2 separate regions of the Mus musculus genome follow, and region 1 is linked to region 2. The links are chromatin contacts, called in public Hi-C maps. All regions are on one chromosome and are shown on one strand. The core of a region is the stretch at or near the end of the contact, and the rest is flanking DNA. Distances in the headings are between cores, read along the strand shown.

Evidence for each region. Hi-C and Micro-C count contacts between places; a contact is called where the count stands out from the background.
Region 1: a contact with region 2 is called in a Hi-C map of nephron progenitors, with 6 times the contacts expected there. The contact joins two enhancer-like sites. A contact is called at or near these places in 3 of 484 Hi-C or Micro-C datasets (nephron progenitors and uterus) and 8 of 115 datasets of contacts at active chromatin or transcription factors (astrocytes, cardiomyocytes, embryonic forebrain and 5 more).

The regions. Positions count from the first base shown.
Region 1 is chr7:71,465,253-71,470,640 of GRCm38.p6, reverse strand. No RefSeq gene overlaps it. Among named protein-coding and RNA genes, the nearest start is that of Gm36260, 88 kb to the right of the region's middle. Within about 2 kb of position 3,125, at least 6 of the 459 cell types and tissues checked have an H3K27ac peak or open chromatin away from gene starts, as enhancers often do. A contact at or near this core is called in nephron progenitors, where this site is marked.
Region 2 is chr7:70,346,513-70,352,811 of GRCm38.p6, reverse strand. It overlaps Nr2f2 (nuclear receptor subfamily 2, group F, member 2), which reads left to right. Exons shown (of 3, transcript NM_009697.3): 3 at 1-862. Among named protein-coding and RNA genes, the nearest start is that of Nr2f2, 11 kb to the left of the region's middle. Within about 2 kb of position 1,916, at least 158 of the 459 cell types and tissues checked have an H3K27ac peak or open chromatin away from gene starts, as enhancers often do. A contact at or near this core is called in nephron progenitors, where this site is marked.

The DNA of each region.
Region 1 (5,388 bases), core at 1,876-4,375, 1.1 Mb before region 2:
CAGATGTAAACCATCACTTCCAGCTTTCTACGTGGCCTCCAGGGACCGTGCTTGTTCAGCAATCACTTTCTCCTGCTGAGCTGTCTCCCTGGATTTAGATGTTTTGTGAAGACAGGTGTTCATCATGCCTCCTGCTAAATTCTAGGCACCTTGTCAAGGGAGAATTTCCAGTATAACCAGGGGGACAAATTGAGTTTTAAAACAAGGCAGTTCCTGGTAGAGTTCCAGACTGGAGCAAGGCAATGGCAGAGCTTATGATTGTTTTTGTGGTGTTTACTATGAACAAGAAATGCTGGTTTGTGGGGTAGGGCACACTTCAGTGTCAGGAACCTGATTGCTGGTTTAATCATCAAGACCTAGCGAGTATTTTTAAGCTTTTGTATCTTTGCTTTATTTTATATCAAGGGAAGGCCTGAGATTTCAGAGAATTTAATCTCATGTTCCTGGCTCCTCTCCTAAGGGTCAAGGTAGACCATCAAGGTCGGCCCACTGTTACAGGCTGCGGATGCGTGTGTGCTGCCTGATTAAAAGCAGCAAAGATGCTTCAGTTAAGCTGCTGTCCACAAAGGCACAGAAACCTCTACCCTAAGGACTCTTTAGGAAAGGAAACATGTTCCAGGATAGCCAGGGATCTCTGCACCCAGTGGGAATACTGAGCCTTCCTGTGACCCCAGCCCAGCCTTATGGGGATAACCTTTTTTTTTTTAACTCTATTATCTGATAGTTCAGGTCTGACTCTCCTCTACCCCCCCCACCCCCTCCCCCTCCCCTCCAAGACCTTGTCTGACTAATTCCATCAGCTGTGAAGACATGAGCTGGAAAGGGAAGTGTCTTGCTTGAAAGCCAAGCCGACTTCAGTTCTGCCTCTACAGGACCTTGCATTGGTGTTTGTCCTTTTGTCCTTTGCCAGGATTTCTACATTCATAAATCCCAATGCTCTCATTTCTCACAGGGCATGGAGACATTGAACTTACAGCTATCTTACCAGATGATGTGAATAATCTTGCTTGCAGTAGGTACAATTTAAAGGCACTGCCCTTACCCTTTGTGGGCCAATACTGAAGGATTACTTTTTCTTGTCTATCATGTTCTACATTTCTGCCACAAAGAAGATCCAAAATATTTATTTTCTTACACCAGAAATCAAGCACTTAACATGCACACAGCTAATGAACAAGATTCTTCTAAGTCCCATCTCAGCCCAGTGTTCATTTCCAAACCCAACACTCATTTTATTATCTTGCTTCCTTAGGCTTGCGTTTAAATGGTGTACTAATTAATCTACCACTTCACTGGGAGATAAAAATAAAAGATCAGTTGCTCTCTTACTGTATGGAAGTGTTAATTCACAGTTCTTTTTCTTCCTACAGTAATAAAATATATGATTAGGAATTAGAGAGATGGCCCAATAGTGAAGAGCAGTTGCTGCTCTTCCAGAGGACCCCAGTTTGCTTTCTAGCCCACATTGAGGACCATATGACTGCCTGTAACGCCAACTCTAGAGGACTCAACGATCTCTTTTAGCTTCAGCAGGCACATGTACACACACGTGCATTCATATTTACACTGTCTGTCACACATGTACACATATTATCTTAAGATAAAATAAAATAAGGATATGATCAATTTTTTAAATATTTTTTATTACATATTTTCCTCAATTACATTTCCAATGCTATCCCAAAAGTCCCCCATACCCTCCCCCCCCACTTCCCTACCCACCCATTCAATTTTAAGGAAACATTTACTTTAAAAGATTTTGCTGCATAATGGGCAAGTGAGATAATGGCACTGAGAATTTAGAAGTATCTATGTGTGTGGAAACATGCATTTTGAGGCGATGTATATCACCATTCCATATGACAAGGTGGAGATCTGTTATGCCAGATTGCTCTGAGTGAGTAAATCAGGACTTTGAGGTAAGTCTAATGAGTGAGATGTGTCGGAAACACAAACTCAGTGTACCAATGTCACCTAGACAAACCCAAACAACCTTAATTTACTTCTTTTCCCAGACTTTGGAGGAACAATGTAGACTGTAACTTATTATTGGAAATACTGTGGATGTCTAATAAAAATATCTCAATTGCGGGCATTCTTACTTCAAGAGTTAGATTTTTAGTTTTAGTTTGACATACTCGTCCATTTTCCTGCCATTATACCTTCATGTTTGTTTGGGTTTTTTTTTTTTTTTTTTTTTGAAAACCCATTTGGAGTTTTTAAGTAACATTTGAAATTCTCCCCTCTAATTTTAAAGAGAAAGAACACATAAAGGTCACGGAGTGGCTGAGGAGAATCAAGACTGCTTACTGACTACTGTGAAAATCAGAGCTGAGGTTTCATAGTAGGAAACAAATGAGGGTGTTCATTCTAAATGATGGGCATCCCTGTCAGTAGCCAAAAGCCCAAGAATATCTCCCACGCTGTGCCACGTCAGCACCAGGGTAACCCAGTAAACAGGGTCCTTTGAACCTTTTCACACTGAGTTGTTGTCAAAAAGCTACACGTGTCAAGGGTAGCAAGCAGGTCCAGGCCAGCACTGTCACAAGCATGGAACATCTTTCCAATTTCTGATCTGTTGAGAGGTAGATTATAGAATATGCTAGAAATCCTGACGCTTCACCTCCAGGGCACAATGTCACTTGCTGCTTCACCCAGAGTCCTCCTTGGTTGCCTTTGCAAGGAGAGGAAAATTTCTACCCACACAGCCCTAAGATGCTGACATCCCATGTTTACAGGGATTGTTTGTTTAGAAAATTAATCAGTTACGGTTTTAAACTTTAATTAAAGAACGTTTTCCGGTGTTATAGCAAAACAGACAAGTGCCCATAAAACGTATATTTGACTGCTGTTGTGTGTTGTTTTTGGATCACAACACAGTCTTGAGATCAACCATGCATGATATTTTTGTGAACTATTCTTTTAACGGAACAACCTTCACATAAATTAGGTTCATTAAAAAATATCCATCAAAATAAAAGTCATGCTGAGAAACCGTTGGCTGGAATTTCCTTTTCCTATCTAATCAACAACAAAATACTTTGTACTCCTTCTGTAAATAATACTAGGGAGAGAAGTGAGCCGGCACTCCATTGTGCAATAGGCTGTTCCTGCCAGGGAGCCACAAGTAACTTCATTGGAAGGCACACATTTTGCGTACATTTTGGTCAAGAGAGAATCACTGGTTCAGTGAGCATGGGCATGCTGGAGAGATTTTAGATCCAGATGGCGATACATGCTCAGCATATTTTTAAGTTTTCCCTTGTGTTTTTACATTTCTATTTCTTGTTTATTTGGATCTTGATGATAAAAGAAACATGCTTCTTAGGTAAAAGTGACAAAAGATTCACACACATCAAATGTTCTTAATAATTGCCTTAATAAACAAAAGATTGTTACCAGGACATGTATCTCTAATTTTGCCAAGGTATCCATCAGAAATATTTGTACATGTATTATCATAAATCCAGTAGAAGATGCCAACTAGGGCATTAAATGTTTATAAATCTTACCCTCTGAGGACTCAAAATGAATTTACAAAAACAAATGAAAAATAGCAAAAGATAATCTTTCTCTTTTTTTTTTCAATTTTGTTTTTCTGTGAAGAAAATTGAAAATTCCACTAAGCAATGAATACAGAGAAAAGCATTTCATATCAAAATTAAAAGAATATATGAAATTTACACAATAAAATAATTTACAAATAGAATATATAAGATTTTCCATATTTCAAAGCAAGAAGATTTATAATACCATATATACAACAATAAAATAAAGATAAAATACTGTAAGTTTGGGGTGTTTGGTTTGTTTGTTTGGTTGGTTGGTTGGTTTTTGGTTTTTGTTCTTTTTAGTATATACCTTGGGAACTATACTTTCTATCAGAATATAGTGAGGATTTTTCAAGGTCCATACATACAGTTCATCTTCATTCTTTTGAGCAACAACTTAGAGTATAAGGTATTAACCAGAAAACTTCAGGAAAACCAATTGTTTCCCCAGAATTCTGGACTGATGACATTCTGTCAATAATTAAGAGCACAGATTTCAAACATATTTGATGTGTTTACATTAATTGTATTTTGTGGTAATTTTCATTATTCCCTCACCCTTTAAAGACATTGTAAACCACGTATAGTCTTCGCTCATGTTCAGGAAGTTAGCACCATCATCTAACCTCTCATTTTTCCTTTTTTATACTGAGAACTGTGATTCTCCAGGTCACCATGGAAAAGAAGATTAGAATACCCCTTTACTTTCTTTAACCCAAATTCCTCCTAGACCTGTCTTGGAATACCAATAAACACCTTTGTGTTTGGACCATGAAGTGATGCAAAACAATCAGTTTCTTTCACATAAAAAGAACTTGGAACAGACTAATGACAGATAAGGACAGAAAGAGCAGACACAAAAGGGTGTCAGCTGCTTCTACTTAACAGAATATTGGAGGTCGGAATCTTTAATGGGAGAAAATGCAGCCATTCATATCCAGGATCTGACAACTGTGGCTCTGTGTACTTACTCACCTAGAGGATAGAGGATGGATCAGAGTGGCACTCTTGCAAAATGACTTTCTTGTTGGAGGGGTGTATCTGTTGATGCTGACTGCACTGTTAAAAATAAATGAAGAGAAACGATTCATTGACCTGCAAATTTAAAATGCGTGTTGATTCAACAGTTTTAATTAATGTAATTATGTCTACCTGAGTTCTGAAGTCACAGAGCAAAACATTCCAGAAATACTTTCCATTCCTCAGCTGGCTCTGACAAAAGCTTAAGTACTTGGGTGAAGTTGGATTCACACTGCATGGATCAGTTTTATCTATTACAGATTGCTAAAGGTGTAGGTAATAGATGTTTTCAGACCAGATGCCTATAATTTGTTTTACATAGGACACCAAAATAACTATTGTTTTCAACAATTCTGTGAAAAATATTAATTATTTGGTATAAGAAGACTAAATAAATATATTAAACATTCTGAAGTGCTGGTTATATAGATACTTTTTAGGACAACTAGTTATTCCAAAAATCAACCAAAAAGTTATTGAAAATATAAGATCTCTGGACTATGAAGAAATAGACCAGTTCAAGCCTTACTTTTCATTACCTAATCCCTTCTCAACTCTACTCCCCAAAATACTCAAGCAAGCTTTTCCTTGCCTTTTCCCAAGTTTAGAATCTTCTGTGTGTTCACTCTAAGTCCTAACCTCTATCATGTTTTCATTAATGATTATTCTATCAATCCATAAATGAATAAGTGTATAAATTCATAATTAATTCTGAGATCATGGCTTACTTGATGCAACACTTTGCATTGTTCACAGGTAATGGAACTATCTGAAGGAATGTCAAGGTACTGGACAGTTGGGGAAAGCTCATCTCAGT
Region 2 (6,299 bases), core at 667-3,166:
TGCAGTTGCCCTGCCTTTCCCCTCCCCCTCCCTCTTCAGTCTGTTGAGAGCATGGCCACAGGTCAAGGGAATCTTTACCATTGGAGTTATGTACATAAAAAAAAAAAACCATGAACATTTGGACATTTCAGATTATATAGAAACAATCTGTACTGCTCTGGGATCCTTTGGTCTTAGAAACCATTTTTGGGGGGGTGGAGAGAGAGAGAGGGAGAGGAGAGAGAGAGAGAGAGAGAGAGAGAGAGAGAGAGAGAGAGAGAGAGAGAGAGAGAGAGAGAATAAAGAAAACTTTACAGGGTGTGCTGATTTGGGAAGTCAACTATTTGGTTCTGTCCCTTATTCTCTTTTCCTGGTTTGGGAAGAGCTCACTGCTGGGAACTTGCAATTTGTTCTTATTTAGACTTTCCAAGCTGCCCTCCCTGACAATACTTTTACCATGTTGTGGTTTAATCTTAAAACGGGGGAGGGGGCTGGTGACAGAGGTGAAAGAAAGGAGATCAGTTTGCCAAGTGCATTCAACTTTGATGCTCAGTTCTGGTTCATACATGCAGACCTGAAAACTCTGCCTGATTTAGGCAGAGATCTTTATCTGACCCTCAGCTTCCCTCTGTAGATATATAGATATATAAATATAAATATGAATATAAGTATGTTTTACAGCACAGCATCTGACCTGTAGATGGAGGTTTTGTTGGTTGTTTATTTTCCCCTCTTGCAAGTGCTACCCATGTGAGTGTGTGAAGTTTCTCTACTAAGTAAAACACAGGCCCTTTTCCTTGTTTGCTTTGTGTTAGCTTATTGTAAACAGCCATTTGTTGTAAATTATTATTGGCATTAAATTATAATTTATGATTTTCAAAGCAAAAGACAGTCCCTGTTTTATTATGCATTTAAGTATGTGTTCTAGGCGTTGAAAAAAAATCTCTGACTCTAAGTTTCAGCGATGAGCTTGGGGGTCTTCGAGGCAGAAAAAACAGGACTCAAAATTTTTCAACGGGTTAAAATAAAACCCCTTGTATACGTTTAGAGTGGCCGGAGGAGGATCTGTTTAGAGTCTTGAGTTCGGTTTAAGTTTATTGCATTTAAAGAAAGTTTTTCTTTTCACGCTGAGTTAGAACAAAAGATCTTTGCTGCGACTGAATTAGACAAAAGACGAGGGCTGGGACCCAGCGAGTGCGTTCTGTGTGAAATTGACGAGATCTTTTTAAAAAGCTGCTAAACATGGCGACTCTTTCCCTTTAAGTGTCTCTTTTTCCTTGCTGGTTTTTTTTTTTTTCTCCCTCCTCCATCTGATCTGAGCTCGCTTTATTTCTTTTCCCAACCCCACTCCCCCTCCTCCTGGCTCTCGGTGGTGTGAGAGAACCCAGTTAGACGCGAAATGCAACAATGGTCCGAGGAGAGAGAGAGGGGCGATCGCTCCTTCTTGCCACTTTCAAACAAACCTGGGAGAAGATTGAGCTTGGGGGAGAAGGAGGGGGGTTCTAGCCAGCTCGCTTGGCTCTCGGTTGCCCTACCTCGGCCTTTCACGTAGTGCTTGGCCCGGCCGGGGGAGGGGGAGGCGGGCGGGGGGCGAGGGGCGAGGGGCTGGGGCTCAAAGTTAGCTGGCGATGTCCAGGGCTGGGTCCGTGGCGACGGCCTGGTGTAGCATCGGGGCCGGCGGCGGGGACAGGGTCCGGAGTTGGCAGCGGCTGCGGGAAAGTGCCTGGCCCCCCGCCCCCGCCCCCAACGCCTGCGCCGCAGCGTTCCGCCCTAGCCCGGGAAAGTCCTGGGTGCGGAGAGCGCCCAGCTGCTCTCCCGGGATGTGCACCGAGCGGCGGCGGGCGGGGGGTGGGGGCAGGGGGCGGTCAGGGGGAGCCTGAGCGTGTGAAAACTCTGCCTGTAAGCTCGCTTTTGACTTGGTCCTATGAGCTGAGCCAACATGGCGTCTCCCATTGCACCGCGAGCGCCGGCTGCCAGGCACCGCACGGCCGAGTAATAGAAAACACATTGGTTACCAAAAAGGAAGAAAAAAAAGGGGGGGGGGGTAGGGGGAGGACTAAGGGCCATTCGGTCTGGAGGAAGAAATCCCTCTTTTAAACTCTGGCTGGCAAGTGAGAGCAGCCCTCGATTATTGTGTAATTAAAGCAATAGCGTTTGCAGAGAAAATGTTGGTGACCCAAGACCCTAACCCCTCTTTTTTGACGCCCTCACCCCCCCTCCATATATTCTGGAGAGTTGATTTCATGCACCCTCTCCTTCAAGAATCAAATGCGAAGAATAAAAATCGGTATCCACAAACGATCTTAAGTGTTTGAATGGTATAGGGGGAGGGGGAGAAGCCAGTATTTACAGACCTGGGTCAGTTCCCCGCGCTCATTAAAGCAGACGCTGCACTGGGCTTCCAGCGGGCCGGGACCCGCTTGGAGGGGAAGGGGGAGAAGAGCTGAGAATCTCGCTTGACGTTCCTACAACTTGCTGCTTTACTCGTCAAAGTTGTGCGAAAGGTGGTTTGGATAGAGATTTGATAGAGATGTGACTGGTGGGTAGAACCTAAAAGAGGCCTAGGCCCGCTTCCATGAGGGTGGTCGCAGGGCCCAGTTCTGTGAGAGCTCTCCTAGGCCGAGCCCCTGGGTGGAGAGCATCTTCAGAAAGATAACCTCTTTCTCTAGTAGGTTTGAGAGCAGTCGAGACTGGCAGGAGCACAGATTGGCCTCCCAGAAAGTCTTCCCAGGCCTCTTCAGAGATGGGGACCCATCATCTCTAGTTAGATGGGGGAGATCATCGTCCCTGTCCAGTTCCAAACCTAGCCCGAGCCTGGGAAACCCTATCAACCACCTGGGTGGGGAGTGAGGTACTCTGAATTCCAGGCCCCGTCAAGATTTATTGAAGTTGGGTTTTAAAAAACGTGCTTCAGATGATTTTTCCCATTTTCTCGGATTTCAAAGGCTCCCCGCAGTGCGGCTGCCTAATTAATGGTGAAATTCAACTAAATCTAATTATGCAGTAATTTTAAAGCAGTTAGTGCTGGGCGTTGGTTTGTAATAGGACCCCGGTTTTTAAAAGTTTGTTGACTGTATTGGTTTAGGGGAAAGCTATCTTTTGTATGGTAAAGAAAGATGGGGAAGGGTTTTCCTGCTCCGAAGGGGAGGGCTCAGGACTGTTAGCCATCCCACCCTCATCCCTAAGTCCTATTCAGTCTCCTTTCTCTCTTCTCTTGTTTTCTCTTTCATGCTCGGGCTAAAAAGCTGAGTGAGGTGCTAACGCTTCAAGCAGCCCCAGTTTCCTGATGAAACAGGAAAGGGAGAATCTATCCTTTGGAGACACAAAGGGCCAGACTGGTATGGGCCCTCTTAGATGCATCCGTGCAAACTTGAAAACTGGGAAGGGACTCCCAACTCCTCTAATCCAGAACAGATTTCCTCCCCAGCATCCATTGTCATTAAGGCGCAAAGCTGACTCTTAGAGTTATAAATCTTATCGTCCTTCTGATAACGTACTTGTAATAAGTTAGCGTCCCATTCAATGTGAATTGTAAAACTGCCTCACTTAATATGGCATCTGTGTCATTAAAACTCCCCCCCCCCCGCCCCGCCTAGTGACTTGCAGGTCTGCAGGTCTGGCTTTGGCGTTAACGGGGAGGTCCCTTACTACTGGGCTTCTGGGGTTGGGCAGAGGAGAGAAAAGGTGTCAGAGATAGGTTGCTGGATCCCACCTTGGGATTTTAGGTCTGGTGAGAGATGCCCAAAGGCAAAAAGGGCCTATGGGGGTGGTGTCCATCTCTCCAAGCCCCCCACCCCATTGGCCCCTGAAAATGACATTCCTTGAAAGAAACATGCTTGTGATTAGCTAAGCAAACACATGTGCTTTCGGAGTTGGTCCTTCGTTAATTAGCTGAACAAAGGGCCGTTTTGCTTTTTTACCTTTTGCTGGGAAGAGTGTGTTATTTCAGGAGTGTCGCGGGCTCTCCTCTTTTCAATTGCAGCCACGACGTTAATTTTATTGGGATTACTGATGGGAAATGAGGTGGCGCAGGCTTCCGAGAGGAAAAGCTTGATCATTACTCCCTTTGGAACTATATTTTTCCACCCAACCTCCTGCTCGTGAGGAGGGGGTTGGGGGCGAACTGCACAGCAAGTTCGGAGCAATTGGAATCAGGCTCGCGGTACGTTGATCTCGGGTGACAGAGCGTGTGTTGAAGCTGAACTCTATAATTTGCGCTTCTGTTCCTTTATTAGGCCTGGACAACGAACTAATGAGCTTTGGCCCAGTACAATGTCACTTGTATTTATTTTCTTATGGCAACTTTGAGATAGCGGAAGTGCTCCTTACCAGGAGCCAGGAAGGGCCGAGAGTTCGGTCCACTACGATGGGGATGGGGTCGGCAGCGTGTCCCCAGGGAGTGAGAACAAGCTGAGAGCCATCACAAGGCTGTCGGAGTAGAGGCACTGAGCTGTTAGGGACAGGGCTCTCTAGAAAGCGTTAGGCCCTATAATGTCTTGGGCACCCCTTCAGGCTCAGCATTCTGAGTGGAAGTGTGTGTGTGGGGGGGGGGGCTAGCCCAGGACAAGTTCTCAGTTAAGAGAACTCTCAGTTAAGAGAGTCCGAGGCTTATAGAGGGTATCCAGAGTTCGTTTTGGTGATGGACAGAGAAGGAATCCTGCCTTCCAACTTGCCAGGTCTAAGAGCCCTCTAAGCCTGCGGGGATACCCTGCTGGATGGTAGAAACATCTGCTTATACTGCAAAAGGCCTGGCCTAGCTCTGTACTTATTTTATTGGGAGATGTGAGGCAAAGGGTGTCCTAAACAGGGTCTTAGGCCTCTGAAGTTCGGTAAGTCCCTCCTATTTCTTCCTAGTTTAGCTGGAGAGATCTGATAGAAAGTGAAGAGAGGGTCGGAGGCAGCGTGGGCATCCCTTGTGCTCTGGCAGAGAGAATAGGAGACCCCCATGCGGGAATTGATGGGGACAAGGAAAGGGAAACCCCGACCTGCTAGTGGGGCGGATGCTTCCCTCTACAGCCTGAGACTTCCCGTGGCTCTCGCCTTGCGCCTAGCTTCGTCAGGCAAGCCTTGTTAATAACGCCCAGGCTCGATGGCCCCCGCCCTCCCCATCTCTCCACGCTTCATCCCTCTGCCTTACCACCCCCCTCCCCACCTCTTCCTTCCTTCCTGCAAATGGGTGTTAACGTGGGTCTTTATGTTCTGTCTATAACTAGGATGTAATCACGCGCCCCATGCCTCTCTCTAAAAGCATTTAATAAATGTCTATTAAAGCGCTACAAATGTAAGATGAATTTAGTGGCGCGGCTGCCTCCCTGAATCCAAACGGTAATGATGGATTTATCAACGGGGATTCGCCTTCAGCACAGCGAGGGAGGTTTACTCAGCAAATACGTCGGCGAGCACCCACCCAAATACAATCATTTGACCCCCTGCGGGCGTTAGCCGCTGTGTCCCTTCCCAAAGCTAGGCAGGCAGGTCAGGGTCGTCGGGGCCAACTCAGACCCAGGAGGACCAGAGGGGAGGTCTCATCCATCTCCTGGTGTCTAAATCCCTCCTCCTCTGTCAAAGGCCTTGGATCTTCCTCTCTTGGAGAGTGTGTAGGTACCTGGCCTACAGATTTACAGGTGGGGAGCAAAGGTTCTAAGGGCAGAATGAAGTGTGACATCACTGAGTGCTCCAGCATCCTTCTTGGTTTGGCAGAGATAGCGATTGCTCCTGAGTCTGCAATTGTGTAGCTTAAATGTTCTGGCTTTGACTAGATTCTCAAGGCCTGGGATGCTGTCTGACTGAGTTAGGGCACAGCTCTAGGACAGATGCCTCTGGTCTTCAGGCCTCCGGAGAGGCGAGTATGTCTATCCACCTTACCTCACACTCCTTAATCCCACTAAGACCAACCAGAGGTAGCCTTCAAGAGTGGGGCAAAACTTCTAGACCTTTTCCTCTAACCTGATCCTGTTCCTCACAACCTGACCCTGCCTTGTCCACCTGGTCATTTAAAGTTCTCTGGACCATGGATTTTCAGAAATTGGTTTGGGTTGTGATCTTTAACACCCACGGTCCCATGAACTACTATATTTTTATTCTTTTTCTTTTCTTTTCTTTTTGTCTTTTCTCTTCCTCCCCCACCCCCTTTTTTCCGAGGAGGGGTTAGTGCTGGCCTGTTCCATCAAGCCCAGTTCGCATTTGCGTTGGCTTCTGAATTCTCTTTCTTCTTTGGAAATTTCATTGAGATGTCTCTGTACTCCGCTTGTCAGTTATCTTTGTTCCTCTTAAATAAAGGGCTTTTAAATGGACTTATTGCTCCCAGCGTGGGTTCCTCT